Linked DNA regions of Mus musculus: region 1 is linked to region 2. Evidence: chromatin contacts called from public Micro-C data. All regions are on one chromosome and are shown on one strand. Each heading gives the region's core, a stretch centred on a gene start, on an enhancer-like site or on the middle of the called end of the contact. The rest is flanking DNA. Distances are from core to core; before and after follow the strand shown.

Region 1 (4,187 bases), core at 804-3,303, 140 kb before region 2:
TGGCACCCTGCCCTTGTAGCCTTGTATTCAGGCAAAGGGGCAGAGCAAGTGAGGAAAACCAGAGCTGAAAAAAACAAAACAAAACACCCACCCCCCCCCCAGGAAAACAAACAAACAAACAAACAAAAAACCCCAGAGCAGTCGGTCAGGGGAGCAGAGGTAGCCTTCTTTCTAAGCTCTGCTCTTGAGATGTTTGCTTCATGGAGCTTCAGCTCTGTGGAGTGCTCTTCACTCCTCCCAGGGATGGTGTAGGGAGTGCACAGATGGATATCCATCCCTGACATAAAAATCACTGACACTTGCCCTCTTGTCTTCTTCTTATCATCATTTTTACATGATGTCTATGCATGTGTGTGACTGTTACATGCTATGGCTCTATAAGAACTGAGAAGAAAGGCTACCATCACTGAACAGAGATTAACAAGAAGATTTACAAGATTGGTCAAGGCTACCTCATCAAGGATGGTCAACTCATCAAGAACAATGCATTTACTGACTATGACCTGTCTGACAAGAGCATTGACCCACTGGGTGGCTTTGGCCATTATGAGAAGATGACCAATGACTTCATCATGCTCAAAGGCCATGTGGTGGGGACCAAGAAGTAAGTGCTTATTCTTCAGAAGTCCTTTCCGGTCCAGACCAAACATAGGCTCTGGAGAAGACTGATCTGAAGTTCACTGACACCACCTCTAAGTTTGGCCATGGTCGTTTCCAGACCATGGAGGAGAAGAAAGCATTTATGGAATCACTCAAGAAAGATGGCATAGGATGCCAAGGAGGAAGGTGCTTGATGCCAGGATCACTCTGCGCAGCTGGTGGGGTCTCATCAATAAAATGTTTCCAGTAGCCGGACAGTGGTGGTGCATGCCTTTAATCCCAGCACTTGGGAGGCAGAGGCAGGCAGATTTCTAAGTTCGAGGCCAGCCTGGTCTACAGAGTGAGTTCCAGGACAGCCAGGGCAATACAGAGAAACCCTGTCTTTATCCTTTACAGGGATAAAATCAGTGGCTCCAGGCTCTAAGTGCTATGGCCACATTGACTAACTTATGGCCAAATCACTCTGCCATCAATCACTTGCTTGCAGCCAATGTTGTTACCCTACTCTGACTCGTGGGTCCCAAAAGGACTCTTCTAAGTATATAGTACCCACCAGATAATCCAGGATAATCTGAGCTCAAGATCCTTAATTATATTGAAGCCCTTTATTTCATGTATGGTAGCATAGTCCAAGGTTCCACTTTTAGGATGTGGATATCTTTGGGGGAAATAGGGGCCACAGCTCTGCCTATAAAAAATGGAACCTGCTCAAAAGGTGGCGATTGAACCATCCTCAGTAGAACATTGGTTGGTTCAGTGAGCTACATACATGACTAGAACACAGCTTACAATGTGACATCATAAAACTAACTCATAAAAATCATGGGACTTCTTCCCTATACTCTGTTACTTACTCTGAGAAAAGCCAACACTCAGGCAGTCCAGCCAGCACGGACTCCATGTCTCCTGCCAACAGCCCTGTGAGAATGCCCTCTTGGAAAAAAAAATGGTCTCACAGTTCTTAGGAGCCTTCAGTTGACTGGAGTCATGGCCAGTACTTCGGATTCAATCTCATGAGACTCTGAGCCTAAACCTCTAAATGAAAGCCATTCCGAATTCCTGACTCCAGAGGCTGGGCAGTATTTTTGAGTTGCTAAATTGTGACATAACTTGTTCTGTATGAGTAGGCAATTGGACACAGTCCCCTAGGTCACTTCCTGGTCCATCGTGGCTGCTTTGCTTCTGATTCCTACAGAAAAGGAAGGGATGGAAGACCATGCATCATCTCTCCTTAAGTGATGCCACTGGAAGTCGTGGACCTCCTTCATTTGCATCTCATGATCTAGATGGGCATGGCACATCCGGCTGTAAGAAGATTAAGGAGAAATGTGCTGGGCTGCATTAGCAGTCTGCCTCGATAATGATTACAATTATCAGAAAAAACTAAGTCCAGCCCACACCCACCAACATTTTTCCCGTTTCTTAACTAGTAACTTCCACTGGCCACCAAAGTGACATTTACACATGGGTCACTGACCCCTCCAAATTTTGCCAAGTATGTATTAGTCACCAGAAAGCCCAGCTAAATACATTTTGTAAAACAGTTAATTGTGGAACTTTTTCCTTAAAGTTCTTTTCAGAGAAGCCAAGGATGTAGCTCCATTTATAGGGTTTTCTTACAATCTACAAGAACCCTGGGTTCAAATCCCAGCACTCCAGTTGAAGGCTGAAGGATCAGAAGTGCAAGGCCATCCTAGGTTACATAGTGAGTTCAAGGCCAGAGTGGGCTACATGAAACTCTCAAAAGAAAAGAAAAGAAAGAAAGAAAGAAAGAAAGAAAGAAAGAAAGAAAGAAAGAAAGAAAGACAGACAGACAGACAAACCATGTGGCTGAACACATGCTGGATCAAGAACAGAGCATGTGTTCACTGGCTAACTGCCTCTTCCTCCTCCTCCTCCCCCTCCCCCTCCTCCTCCTCCTCCTCCTCCTCCTCTCCCTCCTCTTCTTCCCCTCAATTTCTTTCAAAGTGGGTCTTTCCCCTGTTTGCTGGGATGCTTCATTTTTGTTGTTAATTTGTCTGGCTCTGAATTCAATATGCTTTTGGGTGGGTCTATAAGCCTGCTTCCTAGAAGGATTAACAAGGGGGAAGCTGCCCCTAGAGTGAGCAGCATTTCCTTGGTTGCCCAGATATGAGGTCTTAGGAGAGAGAGCTGTATCCGTTTGCTCACTAACCCTTGCTGGTTAGTGCATCCACTGGCTTGCAGCTGCTGCTGCTGCTGCCTGTCTGTCCCTCACTGACATGAGAACCCAGCCTCTTCAGCCTTCCAGTGTGGGCTGAAGACCAGTGTCACTCCAGGCCCTCAGCACCGGGTTTCAATAGTGCTGCTGAGGCATCCATACCCAGCATGTACTGTGTGTGCCAGCCTAATAAATCTCCTTTGTGATATATATTCATTCTATTTGTTCTCTTCCTCTAGATAATGCTTCACATACCAATCACCTCGAGATCTGGATGATAAAGATCTGATCACACTCACCAAGTTTCATATAAAAATGAAGGCTTTGTTGTGAATAGGACTGCATGCTACATCCTGACATGCACACACAGACACAAAAATGATGCTCACGTATTACCCATCCCAATCTAAGACCAAGTCTAAAGGTGATAAATTGTTTATCACATGGAGGACATTTCAAGGCAGTAAAACACACAGATGGAGCCATAGATATCACCGGCTCCTCTGAACCAAGTTTTGTGAAGCAAGAGTAGGGCAGAGATATAAACTTTTTTATTAGATATTTTATTTATTTACATTTCAAATGTTATCCTCTTTCCTAGTTTTCCCTCCAAAAATCCCCTCCTCCCTCCCCCTGCTCCCCAACCCACCCACTCCTGCTTCCTGGCCCTGGCATTCCCCTATACTGGGGCATAGAACCTTTAGAGGACCAAGGGCCTCTCCTCCCATTGATGACTGACTAGGCCATCCTCTGCTACATATGTAGTTAGAGACATGAGTCCCTCCATGTGTTTTCTTTGACTGGTGGTTTAGTCCCAGGGAGCTCTGGGGTTATTGGTTAGTTCATATTGTTGATCCTCTTATGGGGCTGCAAACCCCTTCAGCTCCTTGGGTACTTTCTCTAGCTCCTTCATTGGGGACCTTATGCTCCGTCCAATGGATGACTGTGAGCATCCACTTCTATATTTGCCAGGCACTGGCAGAGCCTCTCAGGATACAGCTGTATCAGGCTCCTGTCAGCAAAATCTTGTTGGCATCAGCACTAGTGTCTGGATTTGGTAGTTGTTTATGGGATGGACCACCAGGTGGGACAGTCTCTGGATGATCCTTCCTTCAGTCTCTGCTCTGAACTTTGTCTCTGTAATTCCTTCCATGGGTATTTTGTTCCCCCTTCTAAGAAGGATCAAAGTATCCACAAGATATAAACTTATTTAAAAGACTTTGAGAAGAGAGACCCAAATTACTCTGTTGCACAGGACTTTGTAGGGAAGTTTCTCCATACTCAGCCATCCTGCACACTCAGAAGCACTGGCATTCTCCATTTTGTGCTGGATTTTGGGGTATGTAGAGTGCAAACATCAGGAAGTCAAGAAGGCTTCCGTCAGATTTCAAGGGAAGGTCCAAGGAGG
Region 2 (4,284 bases), core at 1,621-4,120:
TCCTTTGCAAGAGCAGAACAAGCTCTTAATTGCTGAGCCACATCTCCAGTCCTTGACTCTTCTTTTAAATGAAGAAACACACTGAGCACTGTACAAAATATAAATAAATAGATTGTCTTCCTGCAAGAGTCATTGTTCAAGACACAGCTGGTTCAGGGATTTGAACCCAAGTCCTTGGCAGTTGTCTTGTGTTCCCAGGGGTGATAGTTGTTTAAAGAAGGTAATACTGAAACGGGATGATTACAGCACAGCTTTCAGGTAGGAGGATTGCAGGACTACCGAGGACACTGTTTATACATTTAAAGGAGTCTTCTCCTTCTCCACAGTCTTGTGTGCTTGACCTCATCTCTCATGTCTTCTCAGCAAGGACTGGTTCCTGGACAAGAAACAAACATAAACAAAATTATACACATATACAAAAATGACATAATGGAAGCTATTATTTTGCATGATTAGAAAATGAACTCTTGATTGTTTGGGTTGCTTTTATAGAGGACCTGGGTTTGATTTCCCAGCACCATATGATGACTCACAGTCTTCTGTAACTTCCAGTTTTCAGGATCCAGTGCCTTCTTTTGACTTCCCTGGGTTTTAGGCACATACATATATTTAAGCAAAACACTCATACATATAAAGTTAATGTAATTTTTTTTCTTTTAAGTGAACTTTAAGGCGTTGGAGAAATGACTTGGTAAGGTGCTCCCCACACCTGAGAACTTGAGTGTGACTCCTAGCATCTATGTCAAAAGTCAAGTGTGGCAGCACACACCTGTACTTCCAGTGTGAGAAAGAAAATACGACTGATCCCTCTGGTTTGATGACCAGCCCTAGCTGGATCATGAATTCCAGACCGAGAAATCCTGTCTCAAAAAACTAAAGTGGAGGGTGATTGAGGACACTACCCTACATCGATCTCTGGCATCTGTGTGCAAGGAGAAGTAAACTTTGAGGACTGAGGCTATTGCTTAGTTGGTAGAGTGCTTGCCTGGCATGCACTGAGTCCTTGGTTCAACTCCAGCACCGTGTACCACGGTAAGGGTACAGGTCTGTGATCTTGCACTTGGGTCACAGACAGAAGGTCTGAAGTTCATCCTCAGCTGAGCAGTGAGTTTATAGCCGGCTTGAGATGTAAGAGTCTCTGTCTCAGAAAGCCAGACACAAGCTGGAAAGCCAATCCATCCTATCCCTCAGTGGATTTTAGTTTAAGCTGGTAATAAGACAAAATAAAATTCAAGAGGAGGCTTTTTTTAGGATAATAATAAATTGCATGAGATAATGTATACATGTATACATTATATATGTGTTGTGTCATATTACCTTACTATTGTCAAGCTGAAAATACTGTTATGTCTGTACAATGAGACGTCTTTTGGGGAGGCTCGTTTTTCTCTTTTTTTTATGCTCTGAACTAGTAGCTTGGCTCAAAAACAATTATGTGGAAACTTTAAGGGAAAGTTTTTTAAGGAGTGAAAATTTTGTTATGGACTAAAGTTTGTTTTCTTTTATTTGAGTCAGGGTCTTTCTATTTCTGGCTGGCCTAGAATTTACTCTGTAGACCAGACTGGCTTGGAACTCTCAGAGATCTTCCTGCCTCTGTCTCCCGAGTGCTAGAATCAAAGGCATGTCCTCTGGCCCTAATCTCGCTTTGTTTATGAGCTGTTCTGTAAATTGTTTAGATTCACTGACCAGTAGTCACTTAAGACCTCCCCAATGTGGACTGCATTCGAATCACTAGTGCAGCTGTTAACTTGTGCACCTGTGATCTGGTATGATTAAAAGCCATTTCTTCTCTGTCCTTACAGAAGACACTGTTAATACAGTTGTCTTCAAAATACAAAAGAGAAAGGAATTTCTAGGATTGGAGAGGAACTCTTGTTCTTGCAGAGGTCTAGGTTCTGTTCCCAACACCCACAGGGCAGCTAGCTCACAATTATCTGAAACTCAAATTCCAAGGGATCCAAAAGCCTACACTGACCAACTTGGCCACCAAGCATGCATATGGTATACAGACATGCATGCAGATGAAACACCCAGCACTTAAATAAATCTAAGAAACATTTTTCTTTTAAAAAGGAACTCCTTTGGTTGGTAACTTTGCCCTTTTAATCATTTAAACCAATTCTGCAAAAATTTATTAGAAGTCTATTATACACACACACAGTAGGTTCCTGTGAACTATATCAGTACGTCTTATAGGAAGAGAGTATTTATAAATCTCAGATTGTATACATTTCAGTATATATTTAAATTATACCAAACCTTAAGTATATACCAGGTTTTCAATACATATTTTTACTATATGTGCCTTTATTGGGGAGGTCTGTAGTTTTCACAAGATTTCTAAAAGAGTGTAAGTAGGTTTGGTGATGGTGGCGCACGCCTTTAACCCCAGCACTCTGAAGCAGAGACAGGCAGATCTCTGAGTTTGAGGCTAGCCTGGTCTACAGACCAAGTTCCAGGACAGGCAGGGCTACACAGAGAAACCCCATCTTGAAAAACAAAACCAAAAATAACAACAAAAAGTGTATACAAAAAGCAAGAGTTTTACTTTAGTATTTAGTACACTATGGGTTTTACACATGGGTGTTGTGGTTTTATCACTTAAATTAGTAATTCTGGGATGGAAAGATGGTTCACTTGCTAAATGCACATCTAGGCAGAGGCAGGTTACACTCTGAGTTTGAGGGCAGTCTGGTCTATATAGTGAATTCAAAGCCAGGCAGGACTACATGGTGAGACCCTGTCTCAAAAAAAGGAGTGGAAGGAAGAAGAAAGAGTGGGCTAGAGATGAGCAGTAGTGAGTCTTGTCAGAATCTGGAGGGAGAATCAGAAAACAATATTCACACAAAGTATTACGGTTATGCTCTGAGTAGATAAGTATGTTGCTATCTATTACAGGCAGATTCTGTAAGAAGGAATAGAGTCTGGTAATAGCATGTGGATAAATTAGCGGCAAATATGGTAGAACATTTTATGAGGGCTCTAGATGTTCCTGCACAGCATATATTCAGTACTTTTTAAATGGCTTTAAATGTGGCAGAATCCTAGAGTAATCCAACAAAGCTTTCTAACAGTCCTGTTTTCATTTAGTGGCCTCATCTCATCTTTAGTTCCCAAACAATAAAAGATCCTCTAGCCCTAATGAGTCCCGTTAGTGTGGTCTGATAATCAGTAATATAAATATTACTTTCCATGAGGTTGAGTATTACTGAATTGATCTGTATGAAAGTGTTTTAAAATAATCATGTTCAACTGCTGGCAGAGAAATATATTCAAACACGCACGCACACACACACACACACACACACACACACACACACATATATATGCATACACATACACACATACATATAGATGGAGGAGGGCTGAGAAGAGAAGAGGCTAACTCTCCCTGGCATGGGCACACTATCTTCTCAGTCCCCTTATTTATTATTTTTTAAATAGCTTTTTTTCCTTATAAAATTAGTAAAAACTTAAAATCTGTCTCACACAAAGGAGTGTGAGGAAGAGAAGGATGAATGGGCTAGGAAGAAGTTAGTATATATTGAATTATTTTAAACTAGGTTTAGGAGATGAGCAAGTTATTGGTGAAGAAAAGGGGTATATAGAAGTGTAGAAAAGCCGGGCAGTGGTGGTGCACACCTTTAATCCCAGCACCTGGGAGGCAGAGGCAGGCAGATTTCTGAGTTCGAGGCCAGCCTGGTCTACAGAGTGAGTTCCAGGACAGCTGGGGCTATACAGAGAAACCCTGTCTCAAAAATCCAAAAAAAAAAAAAAAAGAAGTGTAGAAGATTGGATTCATGTAGGGATTAAGAGTAAATATATATTAGAAGCCTACAGTGAGAAACTTTATGTAGCACACTGGATTTACTGTTTTATCACTTAAATTAGTGAAATTGGGCTGTAAAAATGGCTCACTTGATAAGAACACTTGCCTCTCTCATAGAGAGCCAGGCTTGGTTCCCAGCACTTGCATCTGGACTCTGATAACTACCTTCAAGGGATCTGTCCCGCCCCAGCCTCAGCAGCTGTCTGCACACATACGTAAGGCACAGAAAGAGATAGAGAGAGAGATAAGAGTGACCTGAGCAGGTGGGATGCCTCATCAGTTAGCAAACTTGCTGCTGAGCCCAGTGACCTGAGTAAGTTCCCTTGGGCCCACATGGTAGGAGAGAAGTTATCTTTGACCTCCTTCCCGCGCGCACATGCCCACCTGCTACACACACATGCACATACCAAAGTAAATAAATAAATGAAGAAATAATACAAACAAATTCCGAGTAC

The links. A called contact is a pair of places that touch in the nucleus more often than the background predicts.
Region 1: a contact with region 2 is called in a Micro-C map of the G1E-ER4 cell line, with 2.0 times the contacts expected there. The contact joins two enhancer-like sites. A contact is called at or near these places in 1 of 39 promoter capture datasets (pre-B cells), 2 of 484 Hi-C or Micro-C datasets (the G1E-ER4 cell line and group 2 innate lymphoid cells), 2 of 115 datasets of contacts at active chromatin or transcription factors (bone marrow-derived macrophages and effector CD8 T cells) and 2 of 9 other capture datasets (adipose tissue and liver).

The regions. Positions count from the first base shown.
Region 1 is chr11:104,675,712-104,679,898 of GRCm38.p6, reverse strand. It overlaps the pseudogene Gm11662. Among named protein-coding and RNA genes, the nearest start is that of Efcab13, 13 kb to the left of the region's middle. Within about 2 kb of position 2,053, at least 7 of the 459 cell types and tissues checked have an H3K27ac peak or open chromatin away from gene starts, as enhancers often do. A contact at or near this core is called in the G1E-ER4 cell line, where this site is marked.
Region 2 is chr11:104,536,742-104,541,025 of GRCm38.p6, reverse strand. All of the region lies in intron 1 of Cdc27 (cell division cycle 27), which reads left to right. Among named protein-coding and RNA genes, the nearest start is that of Cdc27, 12 kb to the left of the region's middle. Within about 2 kb of position 2,870, at least 7 of the 459 cell types and tissues checked have an H3K27ac peak or open chromatin away from gene starts, as enhancers often do. A contact at or near this core is called in the G1E-ER4 cell line, where this site is marked.